Linked DNA regions of Mus musculus: region 2 is linked to region 1. A link is a contact called in public HiChIP or PLAC-seq data. All regions are on one chromosome and are shown on one strand. The core of a region is the stretch at or near the end of the contact, and the rest is flanking DNA. Distances in the headings are between cores, read along the strand shown.

Region 1 (6,025 bases), core at 2,331-4,830:
GGCCCTCAGCTCTTCATCTGCACGTGCACTTTGGTCACCAAGCCCAGCTCTGCTATGTGCAGACAGGAGAGAAGGTCAGGGTGGGTCAGGCACAGCCCGCCTGGGTACTGTCTTTCTCTTCTCTTTCCTCTCATCTTATAGACACTCTCTCAGGCTCTCCCCTCCTTGACAACAGCTCCCGGCTCTCTGTGGTCATATGTTTGCAGGGCTGGGGAAAACAGAACGGAAAGGAGCCATTGGCAAGACATTTAAGGAGGGCCTTGGGATTCCAAAGACAGGGCAAGACACCTGGCAGTTGCTTTGGTGTGGCTTGTTATGCGTCAGAGCACTCTATTGGCTTCTTTAAAGGGCAGGACAGGAGGTAGCTGGCTCAAGTGCAGAGAAAACCAGCCGTAGGGAGTCCAACTGCCAACAGTGTCACAGCCACGACACTAGGCCTCACGAGTGTCCACTGTGAATGAAAGGGAGGGTAGGTGGGGGTGAGGGCACCAGAAGATCCCTTCTTCCCTCTCTCCCCAAGTTTGTTTGAATGAGGATGTGATGTGTGGGCAGGAAGACAGGAACCCTGAGAGGTGACTCCTTGGATTTTCGTGGGGGCCTCACGTCTACGGCCCCTCATGTGCCCTTTGAGCTTTCTGGTTTGCTTTCTGAGCTTGTGAGGCAAGCAGAATTGGTTATTCCAAACGGGAGCTTTAATTCCTCTTATGATCCAGTAGATAGCGTCAGCCTCCCTCAAGTGTCCCTTTATCACTCTCTGTTTTTATTAATCCTGGGGCTCTGGATGATAATGGTCCCATAAAAAAATAATAATAACTGAAGTGAAGTGTTGCTACGGCAGCCTCCTTAAATGGTTACCACACGGTCCACATCCTTAAAAGACACATGCAGTGTTTCAGTAGTTTCAGTCTCTCTCTTTCCCCCTCTCTCCCCCCTCCTCCCGTCCTCTGTCCTCCCTCCTCCTTCCATCCTGTCCTCCCCATCTCCCTCTCTCTTCCTCTTTCTCCTGTCCTCCCCTACTTCTTCCTCTTTCTTTCGCTTTTGAGTCAGGGTCTCACCATGTAGATCAGGGTTGGCCTTGAACTCACAGAAATCCGTCTGCCTCTGTCTCCTAAATGCTGGGATTACAGATGTGTGTCTGTTTCCCATGCCCCACCCCTTAGTATGTGAGTCTAGTGGAATCCCTTCTGTGCACTTCACTGCAGATGTGCTGACGATGAAAACATCTGTAGAGATGTTTCGAGTCCTGTGCTCCCAGGGAGAAAAGGGCGAATTCAGCCGAGACAATGAGCAGGAGGTCAGTTTGAACCAGCGATGACACCCAGGGCAGCCCAGCAAGAGGCAAACAACACCTCACTGAAGGACAGGTTTTTTTTTTTTTTGAGACCCTTAGTGTTTCCTCATGACCCAACCCCCCTTAGATATCTGGTTCTTCTCATTGGCCACACTGTGTGGATGTGCAAGAGGGGATGAGACTCCAGGCATAGCGTGGTCCTGCCCATGTAGGGCAACATCTGAGCTTTTTGTGATCTTGCTGCAGCTTTGACTCTCTCTGCATTTACATCTCACACCTGCTTGTTGATGGGTTTGAATTGGATTTGGGACGCCCAAATAAAAAGTGACCTTAGCCAGGTAGTGGTGGTGCACATCTTTAATCCTAGCACTCTGAAAGCAAAGGCAGTCCTTGGTTTCCACGTAGTTTGGGGATGGGGGAAGGCTTCTTTGCTGTTTGCCACTGCGCTGTGGCCCAGGCTAGCTGGCTCTGAGCTCCAGCTTCGGGGTCCTCCTGTCTCTGCCTCCCATCTGGCTATCAGAGCGCTGGTGTTGCCCACACACACCACCTCCAGCATTTTTATGTGGCCTTTGAACACGAGAAGGCAGGCCACTAGGCTGTGTGGTGGGCGCTCTCCTGGCCCCCACTCTTCCCACTACATCCCATGTCATCTGCACACAGAGCCCCAGTGTCCAAGGTGTGTTTATGACCCGCGGTTGAGACTTGGGTTGTTTTTGTAAGAGTCTCTCTCCATTTATCTCTGCTTACATTAGGTGAAAGTCAATCTCACACAGACATTCCCTTCTCCGACTCTGGGCTGGCTAACTCAGAAAAGTGTCCTGTGGACCTGGCCCTCATTCAGTCTCACCTATCTCCATCCGTCCCCAACACAAATTCCTTTTTGCAAGTTCCCTATTGTTTCTGGGTTCAGCCCAACACCAAACATCAGACCAGGAAACCCAAAGCAAGATTCCCTATGTGACAGGTGCATATCAAACTGGGCTACATCCTAAGACCTTCCCACCTCACAAAAGGCTCCACAGAGGCCCCTGCTGTCTTTGTAAAGTGAAAACATCACAGGCATTTCTAGATATCTGCAGGATATTGGCTCCAGTATCACCCAGCTATCAAACCAGATATCAAAACCCAAGGATGTCCCTTCTTCTAACCTGCATTTTAAATTTTTAATTTTACGTGTATGAGTGTTTTGCCTGTATATATGTCAGTATACCATGTGCGTGTCTGGTGCCTGCCTGCAGAGACCAGAAGAGGGCACTTGATCCTCTGGAAGTGGAGTTATTGACAATTGTGAGCTACCAGGTAGGTGCTGGAATTCGAACTGGGGTCTGCCGGGAGAGCCGCCAGCCTGTGCTTACTCACCGAACCATCTCTCCAGCCTCACCCAGAACCTGCGTTTTTGACATGCTGGCCAAAGCTATACACAACCTATATTCCCCAGGGAAATAAACTAATGGAAGGAGTGGACTTCAACCATAGGTACCAGGATGCTGAGAGAAGCCAGATGCAATAGAACATTCAGGAAACGGAGACCTTTGATGGTGGCCAGGATGAGGGTCACTCTGACTTGGGGTACCTGGGGTTAGTCCCAACTAACTGGCCAAGCTCTGTTTTGAATTTGTTCAAGTTAGGTAGGCAGACTTGCTTCATGGGAATTTATCAAGTTGCAACCAAACATGCTTCTCTATATTTGTGTTACGTTCTAAGGTTTTCTAGAAGTCTCCCTTCGGCCACCAAGTTTACTTTGGATATTTGGGGATACTTCAGTCAGTTCCATTGGTAAGTGACCTGCTTTTTCTTTCTTCTTTCATTTATTTTGAGATAGAATCTCGTAGCTCTGGCTGTCCTGGAACTCTATGTCGACAGGCTGGCCTTGAACTCACAGAGTTTTGCCTTCCCTCTGCCTTTGGAGTGCTGGGATTAAAGGCGCGTGTACACCGGTTCTAGCCCTGCGTGTTTGTTTTCCATCTCACCCCAGAGCACCGCAGTTGCAGCGTGTTCCTCCCCGTCCTTGATTATTTGAAGCCACAGGGAGGATGTCAGAAAACAGAAGGTTCATCCCCAGGGTGCAGCAGCTGCTTTTGTGTTAAGGTGGCCGTCACAGCCATCCCACACGGGTGGAAAACTCGAAGCCTAGCCTACTGCACTCAGTAAGCGTGACCTCATGTCACTCTGGGTCAACCGGTGTGGGACTCCAGCTTCAGGCCCGCCTCTTTGCAAGCAGAGGGTGACATGGCCCCGTTGTCAGGTCAGGTGGAGGAGGAAGTGAGGAGCTGGGGGCATGAGGCTTGCCTGCCCTGAGAGTGGCACTCACCAAGTTATGCATTAACCAGGGATCAGCCCTGTGGCAGGCCGGGACTGCAATAGCAAACCGAAAGGAGATGTTTATAGCTGGCGAGTGGATGTCTAATAAATTACCTCTCCTGCCAAAAAAATGTGCCCTCTCCCCTTTGCATGTCACCTTGTCACAAAATTGAAATGTCAGGTGAGCAAATACCAGGGTCCGACAAGCAAAGAGACCCCCTCCTCCCGACAGGAGGGTCACAAAGCTTCCCTCTTCCTGACCTGAGAGTTTCATTATCACCCGGGAACAGATTGTGTGGATAATACGGGGCCCCGGGGGCTGAGGGAGCCAGGGAGGTCCAGGAGGCCAAGGGAGGATAGGGTGCCCAGGTGGTGTGAGCTAATGGGTAGCACCCTGGATGTGCGAAGCCTGCTCAGGAATTGAATATTCTGTGTTTCTTGTTCTAGGGCAGCAAAAAGCAACAGCGTGTGGGGGTAGGGGTGGGGGTGGGGTTGGGGGTGGGGGTGGGGGTGGGGTGAGTGGCTTTCGTCATGGGCCCCGATGCCACTCACATTGAGCAGCCCTCCTGAGGATATGAGTACCGTCACTTCCAAAATTCTGGGGAGTGAGACAGGGGAGGGAGAAATTGAGCCCCGCGGGAATGGCCCGCTGCCCGTTCATCCTGAGGCCCTATCTGTACCCATAAAGCGGAGGTGAGTTCTGACCCACGTTGGCGCATCTCCCTCCCATCCCTCCATCTCCCTTTCTCACCCTCCCCTGCCTCCTTTCGCATTTCTCTTCCTCGACTATCTATTAAGCACCAAGTGTGTGCGGTCTCTGCGGGAGCAGCATGGTATGCAGAAAGAACGCAGAGTGTGGATCTTGCTGCGTGCATTTACCACCGGTTGGGAGAGACCCAAGCATGCAGGGCCACCTCTGACCACAGGTGGCCAGTGACCTCTTGGGAAGTCCCTTTCTAGGCAGATACAAGCGGTGAGATCAGGGCTCGGGGAGCAGGTGGGTGCTCTCGCTTTGGGCAGGAGCAGCAGCTCATGGGCAGGGGCTGTGTGGAAAGGCCAGGCATCCCCTGGCCATGGACAAAGCCTGATGCCGTCTTCTCTTGGAGGCAGCTCGATTTGTCTAAAGGTGCCTGGGCTTTACAACCAAACTTGAAAAATAATCAATCACGAAGTACATATAAGGCAAGGCTTCCCATCTTAACTGTTAAATGCACGCTGTCAGCATTATTACATTCACACGGCTACAGAGCCGTCACCGGCGGCCCTGTCTAGAACGGTTTTCATTTTGCAGGATGGAGACTGCACTTCTTAAACAGTTGCTCCCCGTTCCCCACTCCTCTAGGTCCCGGAAGCCTCCATTCTACTTCCCGTCTGTCTCCAGACTGACTGCTCTAAGGATCTCACAGAAGCAGAATTCTCAAAGCTTTGTCCTTTGGTCATGGTCTTATTTAACTTTTATATGTGTGTCTTCCAGCTTCACTCTTGAGGTGACACAAGCCCTGGCTTCCTTCCTTTTTAAGGGAACGTGTCCCATCAAGCTTGGTTTGCTCATATGTAGTAGGTCTTTGGGTTCCTTACACTAAAGTCACTAAGAGTATGCCATTTGGAAATATCCAATGTCCAGACATTTAAACAAATAGGAAGCCTGTCTGTCTGTCTGTCTGTCTGTCCAGCTGGGACCGAGCCATGAGCTCTGAAGTGTCTGGGTGAGGTGGGAGACAGCAGAGGAGAGACATGGTCGAGCCTGTGGAGGCGGATGTGCCCGGAGCGCCTGCCTAGCTCCAGCTTGTGTGCAGAGAGGATCCAGCCGTAACCTTGTGGTGCTTGGCTTTGGCCTGGAGGTCTTAAGCTGGAGTCTTTTTATCCTTTTATCCCAGTATATTGCTACAGCTTTGGTTCCGAATATCCTCTGATGGTTGACATGTTGGAGGCTTGGTCTCAGCCCATGGGATTAATGGGAGGTAGAGAGCTTTGAGGAGGTAAGGCCTACTAGAAGGAGGTTAGGTGACAGGGAGTGTGACAGGGTCCTTGAAAGGACCACTGGGACTCTGACCTCCCCGTGAGATTGCATCTTGGCCATAAAGGGGCAAACGGCTTCCTCTGCTGTGTGCCCCCACCATGATCTGCCACGTGCTGCCACAGGCCCAAAGCAAGAAAGCAAGACGGCAGCCTGAACCAAGAGCCAAATCAAAGCGTCCCTCCTTAGAAGACATTTATCTCTGCACGCTTGTCACAGTGATGGAAAGCTAACTGACGCCTATCTGTCTCCTGTGATAACCATGGGACAGGTGGTATAAGCAGCACCCAGGGTCACTCTCCTCGCTGTCCTTGACCTAGCTCCCACTTCGTTCACTCCTTCTGAGCGTCTGAAGCAGTTAGGCCCACAGCTGGGGGCAGTGCTCCGAAGAGATGCAGGCTAGATCCCGTGCCCTG
Region 2 (5,904 bases), core at 3,263-5,762, 440 kb before region 1:
TTTTTAATCTTGTGTGCATTGGTGTTTTGCCTGCATGTGTATCTGTGTAAAGATGCCAGAGCTCCTGGACTTGGAGTTACCAACAACACTGAGCCGCCATGTGGGTGGGTGACGGGACCAGAGCCTGGACCCTCTGGAAGAGCAGCCAGTGCTCTTAACTGCTGAGCTGCTGCTCCAACCCAGGGAAAGACCGGGTTTTAAACGCTGCCATTCCTCAATAAGGTCTGAAAGAAAACTACAACCCATCTCACTTCCTGAGCGCACACTGCAAACAGACAAAGAAGCAACCCAACCCTTCCCTACCAGAGGGTTCTGCATGGAACAGAGAGCAGTTCACAGTCACAGCACAGGGGCCGTCAGATGGCCAAAATCATTCTTGCAGGGGAGAAAATCAAATTCACTAGCCCCGCTTCAACCTTGGTGCCTCTTCTCTGTTTTGCAAAAATAAAAAATAAAAAATAAAACAAATCCTAACTTCTCCCAAAGAGACACATACACAACAGTTTGTCTAGCCTGGAGGCAGACTTCAAATAGACCTAAAGTGCCCTTTGGCGAGCACACAAGAAAGCCGAAAAGTGGTCCAAGAGGAGCTTCTCGTATGGGAATTTTAACTTCCCGTCCCATTTGACTTCTGGTCTTTAAAATACAGGTCAAATCAATGAATTTAATGAAGGCCCGTTGACACAATGGCTTCGCCTTGCATTTTGACCCACATAAAGGGGAGGCAGTCCAGGTCACAAGGCTTTAGCCAAACTTAAGTGGTCGGTACACAAACGCGACAGAAAGTCAGAAGCCCGGAGGCTCGCGAGACCTATTGACAAGCAGTTAAATGTATTTGAAGTGGCTGCATGAATGGACTTTGGTAAGGTAGCACCATTGTCTCCCATTGTCGCTTTCTCTCCATATGAAAACTTTCTCCCAAAGAACAAGAATCAATGAACGTGAAGTGTAGTGTCAGTTTTACTGGGCTCTGGCCGCCTTTCAGGAACGTGACTTTTTGTGGCGAGTTCATGCTACTTAAAAGTATTCTTAGCTCCGAGTTTAACTCTTGCGAAGGGTGGCTTCCCAGCCCCACTACCCACCCAGGTCTTTCCAAACTCTTTCATGCCATGAATAGCTCCCGAAGTTGAAAGAGTTGAAGATTAATTTTAGCTTTTTTTTTTTTTCTTCTGCTTTTGGATGCTTGGATTTTTCACGCAGGATGCCTGACTGCTCACTGCTAGCTCATGGAGGAGGAGTTGGGGAGGGGCAGAGGGTAATGGTTGCCTAACCACAATTCCTTTACCCTTCACACCAAGGGCACAGGCAGGCAGCTCCATTCCAAGACACGGCCAAGCTGCCTTGCAATCTGGGAGACTCAAAATCGGAATGTCTTTAACAAGTGTGTGGGGACCCAGAAAGGGTGAGTGGGAAGGAGGTCCTCTCAACCCAGACCAACTGTGAACTGATGGCCCCTTAATTCCAAGAAAAGGCTTGTCTCTGAAACCCATCTATACATGCGTGCGTGCATGTGTGCGTGTGTGCGTGTGTGTGTGTGTGTGTGTGTGTGTGTGTACACATATGAGTGGATGTGTGCATGTGTGTATATGAGTGTGTGTGCATATGTGTTTTATCAGTAAACATTCTTTTTAACCAAGCCATGTGGACAATACTAGTCCCCTGGGGGGCTCTGCCATTGTTTGAAAACACCCAGGGCTGTGGATAAGCTGTGTGGACACAGACATGGGATGTGAAATCTACAAAGGCCTGCTCCAAAGAGCCATGTGCTGGCTTCACAGGGGTTGATCGTTCTAAGATTTGCTAAAATGCTTTGGAGTTTCTCTCAGTAAATCTCTCTAGATAGATTTTATATATATACACATATATTGTATTTCCCCCTTTTGTCTGGTGTGTGTATGTGTGTTTGAAATTTCTCCCTCATTCATTGACCAGTAACTTTTTGTCACCAAGCCCTGACTTTTCTCCTTACATCTGCATTTAAGCTGTCATTGACTGCTGCTGTCCCCTCCTCTCAGGACCTGACAGCCAAAACCTCGTGCCCTTTCATCTCTTTGTGTCTGCATTATGACATAACCTGCCCAAAGTGGCCCAGCTCCCCAATTCTTGTATGTAAAATTTGCAACATTTTTTGAGACGGGTCAGTGCCCATTTTGGGGACCCTTTCTTTATCTGAGTACCGTGTTAAAACTTTTTGCAGATGTGGCCTATTCAGGAGCAGCCCGAGGCTGCATGCAGAGATGGGGAAGAGAAGAAAAGGCCTTCCTATTTTGTGATTGCCATAGTAACTCAAACATTGCCAGTGTGTTTGCAGTGCCTGGTCAGCAGCTCCTGGGAGTTTGATTTCCTGTGCAATCAAGCCCTCTACTGGGGACCACGACTCCTGTGACTCTGGCTGCACAGCGGACAGCTTGCTTGTTAGGTCTAAAATTAAGCATTTCAGTTTAAAATAATACCCATTTGTATCCATTTTGTTCAACGTAACAACAGCTGCCGTCCCTGGAATGACAGAGTTTCCTTTTAATCTGAAGCCTCATATGACATTTATGAATGAGGCTGGCTCCATTCATTTGCAGTTTGAATTCACACTGCTTATTTATTTATTTTTTTTGGGGGGTGTCTTTTTTTTTCTTCCCCAGCATATGGGTGAAATTCAACATTATTCAAGTAATTATATACACAGCTCAGGAGGAGGAAAAAGCCTGCTTTGTTTGTTGTTCTCTTTTAAACTAGTTAGATGGCACTTGGTGCTTCCTTTTTTTTTTTTTTTTTTTTTAATTTTAAAAAAAGGCCGAATCCAGAGGATGAATTGGTCGAGGCTTTCAAAGTTCAGTGAGATAATGAAAGAAGATGTAATACGGCCACTGAGTTTATTTACTATTTGTGGATAAACAACTAAAAACATCAGCCCTCCTTGCTCACTGGGAGGGAGAGAGAGGCAGAAAAGCCACTGATGGGGGATCCTGCTAAAATCGTTGAAAAACTATGATGCCTCGCTCTTGTTTTCTGCCTGCCAGGTCGTTCCCCTCCCCCGCCCCCTCACGCCGCCGCTGAAATGAACAAAACTGCAGGGTACCACCCAGGTGAAGGCGCGGGGTGAAAACACGGGGCACAAAAGACCAAATGGCAACCCTTTCAGAATGCTCTGCGGTTTCACAGTATTGCCAGGATGGGGGAAAATTAATTGGCATTTAGTTACACGTTGCCCCATAAGCGAAGCAGAGTTGAAGGTGCCTGGATAACAGCCGTTCTCTGTTCCCTGGCCCCGGGCAGAGCGTATTCCTGTCGCTTTAGCTCCACAGCATAGAGTCCAGTAGAAGCTCTCAGTCGCGAACTTCATTTCTCAAATTACATCACTAGAAGCCTTCTGCCTCAGCTTGAGAACTGAAGGAGCAACAAGAAGACAACCAACTGGTGCAGGATTCCCAATTCGTAAATACACATGAGCCGGCAAGCATTAAGTTAGGGTCTTAAGGCCGCAACACATGCCCTTAATCAGAAGACTAAAGAGCCTGAAAAAGTGGCTTTGATACTCTGTAAGTTTGTGGTCCTCTTAACCAGTTAAAAATACAGGGGCTGGAGAGATGGCTCAGACGGTCAGAGCACTGGCTGCTCTTGAAGAGGACCTTGGTTCGATTCCCGGCACCCACATGGCGGCTCACAACGGCCTGTAACTCCAATTGCAGGGAGTCCAGCGTCCTCTTCTGGCCTCTGCAGGCACTGCATTCATATGGCACACACCTACATCTAGGCAAATGCCCATATCATATTTGTATATCATAATGTAAAAATAAATTTAAAACAATTTTTTTTTGAGGCAAAGCCTAGGTGTCATGGAACTCAGTCTTTAGACCAGGCTGGCCTTGAACTCACAGAGATCCACCTGCCTTTACTTCCCAAATGCTGGGAGTTAAAGGCGTGCTCTACCATGCCTGGCTAAAAAAAAAAAAAAAAAAATTAAGGTTGCATAGAATTCTTCTTACATTAATTCACCTTTCTTTTTTCTTTTGAGCAGAGTCTCGCAGTGGGGCAGGCTTGGCCTAGAATTGACAATCCTCCTGCCTCCTCCCCTGGAATGCTGGGATTGTCTGCTTATTCATCTCATCACTTATTCAGGGACAGTATAGACTGAGCATGGCACAGCACTAAACACTGAGGTTAAACTGTCCTGGGTCTGGTTCCACTCCTAATATTGAAACCACCACCACCACCACCACCACCATCACCACCAGCAGCAGCCCTATTCTGGGACTGGCTGGACAAACCCTGCCCCACACTGATGGCACAACACAAAGACCCTGGCCCAGAAGAGTGGCACCTGCTAAAGAGAGCACTAGGCTCTCTCTCTCTCTCTCTCTCTCTCTCTCTCTCTCTCTCTCTGTGTGTGTGTGTGTGTGTGTGTGTGTGTGTGTGTGTGTGTGTAAGAGAGAGGCACTCAGTCAAACCCAGAGGGGAACAGTTTGGAATTTAGAAGGCTGGGGAGCCAGAAAGGGCAGGACTGAGAGACAAAAGTGTTCAGAATGTGCACAGCCGGGTGGTGGTGGTGGGGGGAAGGTGCCCTTTGTGGCAATAAGGTGTTACTCAGCGATCCCAGCATTTTTCTCTGTACGAATTCATGTGGCAGAGATTGACAGCTTTCTTATTATAAGTCTCTTTGTTAATAGACTGAAAACCCCAATCTCTGGCCCCAAAATGACTTCTAAGCTTCTCACCCTATGTCTCATAAGGCCAAAAAAATCACATCCCCAAACTAAGTAGCAGCTCACCCTGGCTTTTCTGCCTGGCTCTGCTGTGAGTCACTCAAATGGTCACAAGGGACCAAGGGCCTCCTCACCAGAGCCCTTCCTTGTTAACCATTTTGTGAGCATGCTTCATGTGTTCTATGAGTCACACAGTCTGTGATGTGTGTGTGTCCTCTGTGGACTGAGGACCACATTTCAGAGGCTCGGGGGAAACCTCAGGAATGGTGATGGAACCTAGCCGTGCCCAGACCAGTGGCCAGGTTGGGGGACACGGCTTGTAATGTGTCCTGCTTGTAACGGAGACCTGTGCACCCTAGATGGTATGCCCTCCCATCTCCATGATCCCACCCACCCACACACACACACACACACACACACACACGTTTACATATATATTAGTATTATTCTGAATCTGCTCTGCTCGCCAAGACTATGGAAGAAGGTATCAAAAGCTTTTATTTCAACTTGAGTATGAGAGAGGTAATGGTAGGCACAGTTATTGAAGCCTAATTCTCTGATTTATAAATTTTCTTCAGCTAACAGCAAAAGTTTGGTTGAGTGAATTCCATCCATGTGTCCCACTGTGTAACTCAGGAGGAGCCAAGGCTATGGGAAGGAGGGTTGGGCAGCAATCTAGGTAAGTGTGGACTTGGGCCTCGCAGGACAAGAGCTCTGTCCCCAGCACCGTTCTCCCTCCACACTCACCCCTGCCTAACTGTTCCATCTCCTAACATTCAGGGAGGAAAACATGATGAGATGCCAGGGTTTTGCTTGTGTGCTTATAAAACACAGACTGCACAGCACTGCCAGCCTTATGGGAACAAGCATCCTGCCTCTCTCTCTCTTTTTTCCTTTTTAGATTTATTTTGATTACTTTATATGTGTGTGTTGTGGCTGCATGTATGTTTGTGGAACACGTGCATGCCTGGTGCCCGAGAAGATGGCAAACCTCCATATCCGTGCTGGGAATCAGGTCTTTCACAACAAGTGCCCTTAACCACTGAGCCCAGGAATGAGCATTCTTTATAAGACCAGAACACACATTTTTAAAAATTTGTCTGAGATAGGGTCTCACTGTGTGGTCCCAGCTGACCTGGAACTCGCTATGTGATCAAGGCTGGTCTTAAACTCAGAGAAAGATCTCCCTGCTTTGCCTCCCAAGTGC

The links. HiChIP or PLAC-seq counts read pairs in DNA pulled down with a chosen protein or histone mark.
Region 2: a FOXA1 HiChIP or PLAC-seq map of pancreatic cancer cells shows a contact between it and region 1. The contact joins two enhancer-like sites. A contact is called at or near these places in 1 of 15 datasets of contacts at CTCF or cohesin (large pre-B cells), 3 of 484 Hi-C or Micro-C datasets (the G1E-ER4 cell line and embryonic stem cells), 4 of 115 datasets of contacts at active chromatin or transcription factors (acute myeloid leukemia, embryonic stem cells, large pre-B cells and 1 more) and 1 of 9 other capture datasets (embryonic stem cells).

What each region holds. Positions count from the first base shown.
Region 1 is chr5:146,685,631-146,691,655 of GRCm38.p6, reverse strand. No RefSeq gene overlaps it. Among named protein-coding and RNA genes, the nearest start is that of Gm34700, 12 kb to the left of the region's middle. Within about 2 kb of position 3,580, at least 55 of the 459 cell types and tissues checked have an H3K27ac peak or open chromatin away from gene starts, as enhancers often do. A contact at or near this core is called in pancreatic cancer cells, where this site is marked.
Region 2 is chr5:147,131,054-147,136,957 of GRCm38.p6, reverse strand. No RefSeq gene overlaps it. Among named protein-coding and RNA genes, the nearest start is that of Gm34994, 25 kb to the left of the region's middle. Within about 2 kb of position 4,512, at least 34 of the 459 cell types and tissues checked have an H3K27ac peak or open chromatin away from gene starts, as enhancers often do. A contact at or near this core is called in pancreatic cancer cells, where this site is marked.